Regions from separate parts of the Mus musculus genome. Here region 1 is linked to region 2. The links are chromatin contacts, called in public Hi-C maps. All regions are on one chromosome and are shown on one strand. Each heading gives the region's core, a stretch centred on a gene start, on an enhancer-like site or on the middle of the called end of the contact. The rest is flanking DNA. Distances are from core to core; before and after follow the strand shown. Region 1 overlaps Plcb4 (phospholipase C, beta 4). Region 2 overlaps Plcb4 (phospholipase C, beta 4).

Region 1 (3,181 bases), core at 314-2,813, 87 kb after region 2:
CAATTCAGATCAGCACTTCTAGGCATGTGTCTGTTTACCCATCAAATGCTTATTGGACCCATACTTTTAAATAACTATTTGTATTCTTTGAGAATTTCATATAGTATATTTTGATCATATCTATCACAATGTCTAAACCTAACTCCTCCCAGTCTACCTTCTTATCCCCCAAACTCATATCCTCTTTTCTTTCTTTTTAATTTAACAACCCATCAACTCTAATTTATACTGTCCTGACTCATAGTCTGAGGCCATCTCTATAGCATGGTTGACATGGCCATAGCTTCACCCTTGAACAAGACTGGCTTTCTCTTCTCCAAGAGTCAACAGATATCCACAACTTCTTAATTAGGGGTAGGAAGTCACTAGCTGTTTCCATTCCAGGCTAGAATACTGACTGCTTTCATCTTGTGCAGGTCTCATGTGGTTAACCACAGCTGGTGTGAATCTGTTTAATTCATAAGTTTTATAAAATATTCTGCCAGCTATTGTCATCTATAAACATACATCTGAGTCAGAATATGTCATCCTGTAACTTCTACACCACACTTAAAATTATGTAATGCAAATACATAATTGAAAGCCGAGAGAAGTAGTCCTAAAGTCTGTAAAGTCTGAAGGTAAAAAAATGTGTGTGTGTGTGTGTGTGTGTGTGTCTCTGTGTGTGTGTGTGTGTGTGTGTGTGTGTGTGTGTGTGTGTGTGTCTGTCTGTGTCTGTGTCTGTGTCTGTGTCTGTGTCTTTATGTTTTGAAGTTTTGAAATTGGGTCGGACTCCATTAGTTTAGGCCAGCTTCTAACTTGTGGCGATCCCCCTGCCTCAACCTCCAAAGTGCTAGATTTCTAGTTAAGAGTCATCATGCTTAGCTTTGTTTTAATGATAAGTGGTAGATGCTTTAGCTATCCATGGAGAATACTTATTGATCTGCTGTGGTAGGCAGGGATGAGCAGGTTTTTCATTAGGAGCTCAGTAGCATGGGAGCCAAGTTTTGTGAATAATTTCAACAATGTTTATTGGGAGACTAGTTTGTCCTACAGAGAATGGTGGCCTTGGACACAGTGGGGATGCCAAATGTACCTCAAGCCAAGGTTTAGAGAATCTGGGTATGCAAGGAAGTGCTGGGGTGAGTGAAATGTAAATGGTAGAAGGGTCTAAGGTACAAGAAGTCGTCTGTGGGTATGACAGTGGCATACTCTGCTTTAACATCCAACTGTGGGACAGTTTGCTGTCACCTTCAGTGTAGGCAATCAGCTCAGAGCACAGGATGGTTTCCCTATGTAATAGTCTGTTTTGCACCCGACCTTAGCCTCTGTGTTGGTTGATGAAGGCTGCTGGGCTTGGGTAGAGTCATTTCTCTGTGTGTACACCTCTTAGCGTACAGGTGCATTGCCAAGCAGGAGCCTGGGGAATAGCATGTCCTTTGATTTCTAAAGCAGTGGGACCTTGCCACACCAGTCCTTTCCACAGATGGTGGTGTCACCAAGCAGTGGATAGCTGCTGTCTTGACTGGTTTTCATAGCACATTCCCTGTCACTGTGATTTTCCAGGGCATAAAAGGAAAGAGGAAGTTGTTAGTAGTTCCTCATCACTGAACCTTTTAGTCCATTTTCCATGCTATAAATGGTGCCACTCAAAGGCAGATCATATTTAAAGGAGTTGATGAGTCATCTTACAATGTGTCCTGTTGTGCCTCCAGAGAGCCAAGTTCTTCACCTACATTGAAAAAAAACCTTTGATAGGGAAACATTTGTATTTCCTAAATAAGAGTTTTATGTGCACACGGCTTTAAAAAGAAAACAGCAAAGATGACATAATAAAATGCACTGATTCCTGTCCCCCTGTCTCCCCCCCACCCCCCCACCGTGCTAATCCTTGTAGGTAAATGGCCTCTGTAAACATTTCTGTTTGGAAATCTTCTGGCAGTCATTGCTATAATTTGGGTTGCGTCTGCCTTCTAATATTGACCAGGTGGATGGTGGAGCTATTTAGCAAATGGATATTTCATGAATATTTAACCCTACATAGTGAGTTCCAGACAAGCCAGAGCTACACAGTGAGACCCTGCATTTAAAGAAAAGGTGTGTGATTTTAATGATAAGAAACCAGGGAGCTCAACAATGCCTGTGTGCTCGGCTTCTTGGGGATATGGTTCAGAGGACTGACTATGACTGTGCTCTTGGAACAAACTTGTCAGGAAGTGTCCCCAAAGATATGCTTTGCAGTTGTGTGCTCAGTGACTTGGCAGAATATTGTTCTGTAAAGCCCACAATATACCCTTAAGAATACTATGTTTCTCTGCTTCTTTTCTATCTGGCTGGCCCTTCTATTCTGCGTGGTGTCTGAACAGTCAAGGACTTGAGCCCTGGCATGCCCAGTGTGCATGGCTGTATTACCCCAGCGTTTACACATTTGCTGTCCAATAAGCATAATGGAGTAGTCTCTAAGCTCTTTCTTGTTATATTGCCAGCTGCAGCCAGGGCCACCTACTGCAGCCAGTTTCTGGTCTACTGTGTTTCTTGCTTTGTGATACTGCTCTGTAGCATGTATCACCCCTGATTTTCTGTCTCTGACTTCTATTCTTGTCTGCTGTTGACACTTTCTCTTCTTTTGCATGGCTGATCACTTCTCTGACTAATTAATTATATTTTTGTTTTGTTGAGGTCCTCACAGAATGCTAAGAGAGTCAGGGTAACCAAAAAAATATGAATTCTACCCAACAAGCCTGCCTGGCCATCATCTTCTTCCTTTATTGTCTGCTCTGATGGACCGGTACACGTCATTTTTGTTACTGCGTGTCCTTTTGGTGGCCAAGTGTTGTTGAATTCACAGAAATCTGCTGGAACAGCCAGAAGGCATCCTCTATTTCCCTTCTCATCTGCTTATGGAAGGAAAGAGAATAACCCATAAAAGAAATATTCAGAAATACTCAGACACAGGCAGTTTTCTGTGAGACATAAGCAAAATAGTAATTAAATGAAAAATTAAGAAATTTCTCCTGGTTTTAGGCTTATTATTTCACTACAAGGGTGGTGTTTCCTTGAATGACACTTGTCTGCCTTTCTTGATACCAGCAATGATTTTTGGCTGCAGTGAAAGCAGACACCCTCCCCTCTGTCTGCTCATCTTGCCCTCATGCATATCCCCTCTGCATTTCCTGCTGTCAGGGAAGCTGGAGTCGGCATG
Region 2 (2,938 bases), core at 373-2,872:
AAGAGATTCCTGAATAAAGTCGGGGTTGGAAAGGGGACGGTTTTATCCCTTAGAATACCTCCTGTTGATTAGGGGCATCAAGTTCCTTGGAGTAAGTTTGACTTTCACCATTTAGATATCCGATTTCTTCTTGGTTTTCCTTTGTGCATGCCTACTTATCCATGACCCATAGCGAATAACAACAACCCACCCCACTCTTGTGGCCCTAGCATTCATACACCCTCTAAAAAGACCCCAGAATTCCAAACATCCTCACACAGGCACAGAAACTATCTGCAGCTGGAAAAATCACCCCTGCCAGAGCACGAGGCAAACCTAGCTGCTGTGGACAATCTGAAGCAGCCCCATATCCCACAGTTGGGATTAAAGTGAAAATATATTCTTATACCGTTTCTGTGGTTTTAAAAGAAACTAAAATTCAAAAATTCTTACTACACTTAATTCTGCCAGGAAACGGCAAAGAGGTTGATGAGTGACCAGAAATCCACAAGTTCGGTTTGAAGGACAACAGAGAGGGCAGGAGGATGAAGGAGAGGATGGGGGCTGTTGGATTGCCTGGTGGTTTTGAGATGGAGTCAAACACATGATTTAGCCCATAGCCTTTGGAGGAATGCCTGGACTTGAGGCCAAAGATAAAATAGTAATTTAACCCTTAACACTTACCATCATTTAGAATAATATGGATTGTACATACTCTAAAAATATTAGAGATATGTAAGCAAACTGAAGACAGTGTTTTAAAAAATCATTGGATATTTAGTGGGAAACATATTGTGTCATCTTATAGTGATGCTCCAAATATAGTGTCATCATTACGTGTAACATTTGTTTTTATTTTATTTAATGTATATATTCATGTGTATCTGTCTGAATGCGTGTGTATGCATGCCTTGCATGCCTGTGTTCGTGAATGTGTGTGTGTGTTTCTGTAAGTGCATACATCCATGAGGGCAAGATAACGATGTTGGATCCTCTAGAACAGCAGCTATTGTACCAGCTGATCTGGGTGCTTAAATCAATCTGGGGGCCTTAGGAAGAACACCAGGTTTTTCTCGTTCTTCTCTTCTTCTTTCTGATGGACTGAATATACTTTCACTGGTACCTTGAGTATCCATCTGTTCTCCGTTTCTGAGTCCCCTATGCCTGCTCGTAGCTTATCTGCCATGTGTTTGACCTTCACACTGGCATAGCTCAGACAGCATGGCCTCCTTCTCTCTTTTTCTTCTCCATTTTTCCCTTCCAGGCACCTCCTGAGCTTTGCTGCCCCGAGGTTTAACTCTAGTATGATGGTCCATTCTTATTTTATTAATGATCCTAAGGACCCTGATTTGCCCCATAACTTGATCAGATCTCCTGGATCTTAAGTGCCAAGTTCTAGAATTGCACTCAGGCTCTGTGCCCTGCAGGGACTCGTCTGTGTCTCCGTCCTTCCTTTTCTCAGTCTTTGCTCTGGGCTTTCCCTGCTGTCACCTTCTCTTGCTTTGTACCTGACCACACCAAAACTTACTGGCTGGAAACAACAGCCAGCATTTCATGTGTCTGTGGGTTGACTGGTCTCAGCCAGGCAACACGGCTCCGGGAGAGACTGGAGCAGTTGCTCTTTTTGTGGTTGGAGTGTTTGAGATGACTCATTGAACATGAGCAGTTGGCTTCAGGGATGAGCTCAGCTAGAACGTCTCCGGTCTTGTCTGGGCTGCTCCCTCCACGTGGAGTGGTCGGATCACTGAAAAGCACGAGATGCTCAGGAGGACCCTTGTCAAGCGCAAAAGCAGAAGCCACTTAAGAGAGGAGCAGCTGGATGACAAGTCCATCCTCTCTGTTGTTCTTCAAACCGAACTTGTGGATTTCTGGTCACTCATCAACCTCTTTGCCGTTTCCTGGCAGAATTAAGTGTAGTGAGAATTTTTGAATTTTAGTTTCTTTTAAAACCACAGAAACGGTATAAGAATATATTTTCACTTTAATCCCAACTGTGGGATATGGGGCTGCTTCAGATTGTCCACAGCAGCTAGGTTTGCCTCGTGCTCTGGCAGGGGTGATTTTTCCAGCTGCAGATAGTTTCTGAGCCTGTGTGAGGATGTTTGGAATTCTGGGGTCTTTTTAGAGGGTGTATGAATGCTAGGGCCACAAGAGTGGGGTGGGTTGTTGTTATTCGCTATGGGTCATGGATAAGTAGGCATGCACAAAGGAAAACCAAGAAGAAATCGGATATCCTTGCATTCTGAAGGTCACCCCAACCAGAGAGCCAGGTTTGAGAAGAGGGAAAATAGACTTGATTGATATCTTAACAGGATGAGGGCCATATAATTTGTACTACATTTTTTTTTCAACCAAGTCTGCCATGTCTCTTAATATCCTCTATTACCCACTCTGGAAACTTTTAGTTAAGTGTTAATCACCAATTGTCAGTGGCTACTGTGTCTTAGTTCAAATGCTCCCAAGAGACACTAGTGTTTGTTTCTGTCTGCCCAGCAGTCATCTGTGGTTCAGAGGGGCAGGTGTGTGCTACTGAGGGCTCTTGTTTTATTTTGAGACGCTTATGGTAGGCATGTTGTTTCAGAAGAACGATGATCAGTGTTGGCAGATGAGTGGAGATAATTTGCACGCTGAGGATTCTGTGGAGGAACTCACACTGTCTGCCTATCCAACTCCACATTCCTTTACGAGGCCAGAAAGCCCCACCTCACTCTTCTTTCTTCTAACTTTCCTGCGGCCATTCTCTTTCTTGCTTTTCATGATCATGTTGTTGTTATTATTATTATTATTGTTGTTGTTAATGTTGTTACTGTCATTATTGTTGTTGTTGTTAGTTATTATTTTAAGTTTCTTTATTTTATTTTGTTTCTTTTCTTTTTCTTTTTCCTTTCTTTTCTTTTTTTTTTTTTTTTTTTTTTTTTGGACAATATCTTCTAATTATTCAAGACTGGCTTTGAACTTG

What was found. Hi-C and Micro-C count contacts between places; a contact is called where the count stands out from the background.
Region 1: a contact with region 2 is called in a Hi-C map of bone marrow-derived macrophages, with 39 read pairs. The contact joins two enhancer-like sites. A contact is called at or near these places in 4 of 484 Hi-C or Micro-C datasets (bone marrow-derived macrophages, brain and cortical glia) and 1 of 9 other capture datasets (adipose tissue).

Annotation. Positions count from the first base shown.
Region 1 is chr2:135,823,433-135,826,613 of GRCm38.p6, forward strand. The region is part of intron 3 of Plcb4 (phospholipase C, beta 4); the gene reads left to right. Among named protein-coding and RNA genes, the nearest start is that of Gm14210, 12 kb to the left of the region's middle. Within about 2 kb of position 1,564, at least 22 of the 459 cell types and tissues checked have an H3K27ac peak or open chromatin away from gene starts, as enhancers often do. A contact at or near this core is called in bone marrow-derived macrophages, where this site is marked.
Region 2 is chr2:135,736,084-135,739,021 of GRCm38.p6, forward strand. All of the region lies in intron 1 of Plcb4 (phospholipase C, beta 4), which reads left to right. Among named protein-coding and RNA genes, the nearest start is that of Gm14210, 75 kb to the right of the region's middle. Within about 2 kb of position 1,623, at least 67 of the 459 cell types and tissues checked have an H3K27ac peak or open chromatin away from gene starts, as enhancers often do. A contact at or near this core is called in bone marrow-derived macrophages, where this site is marked.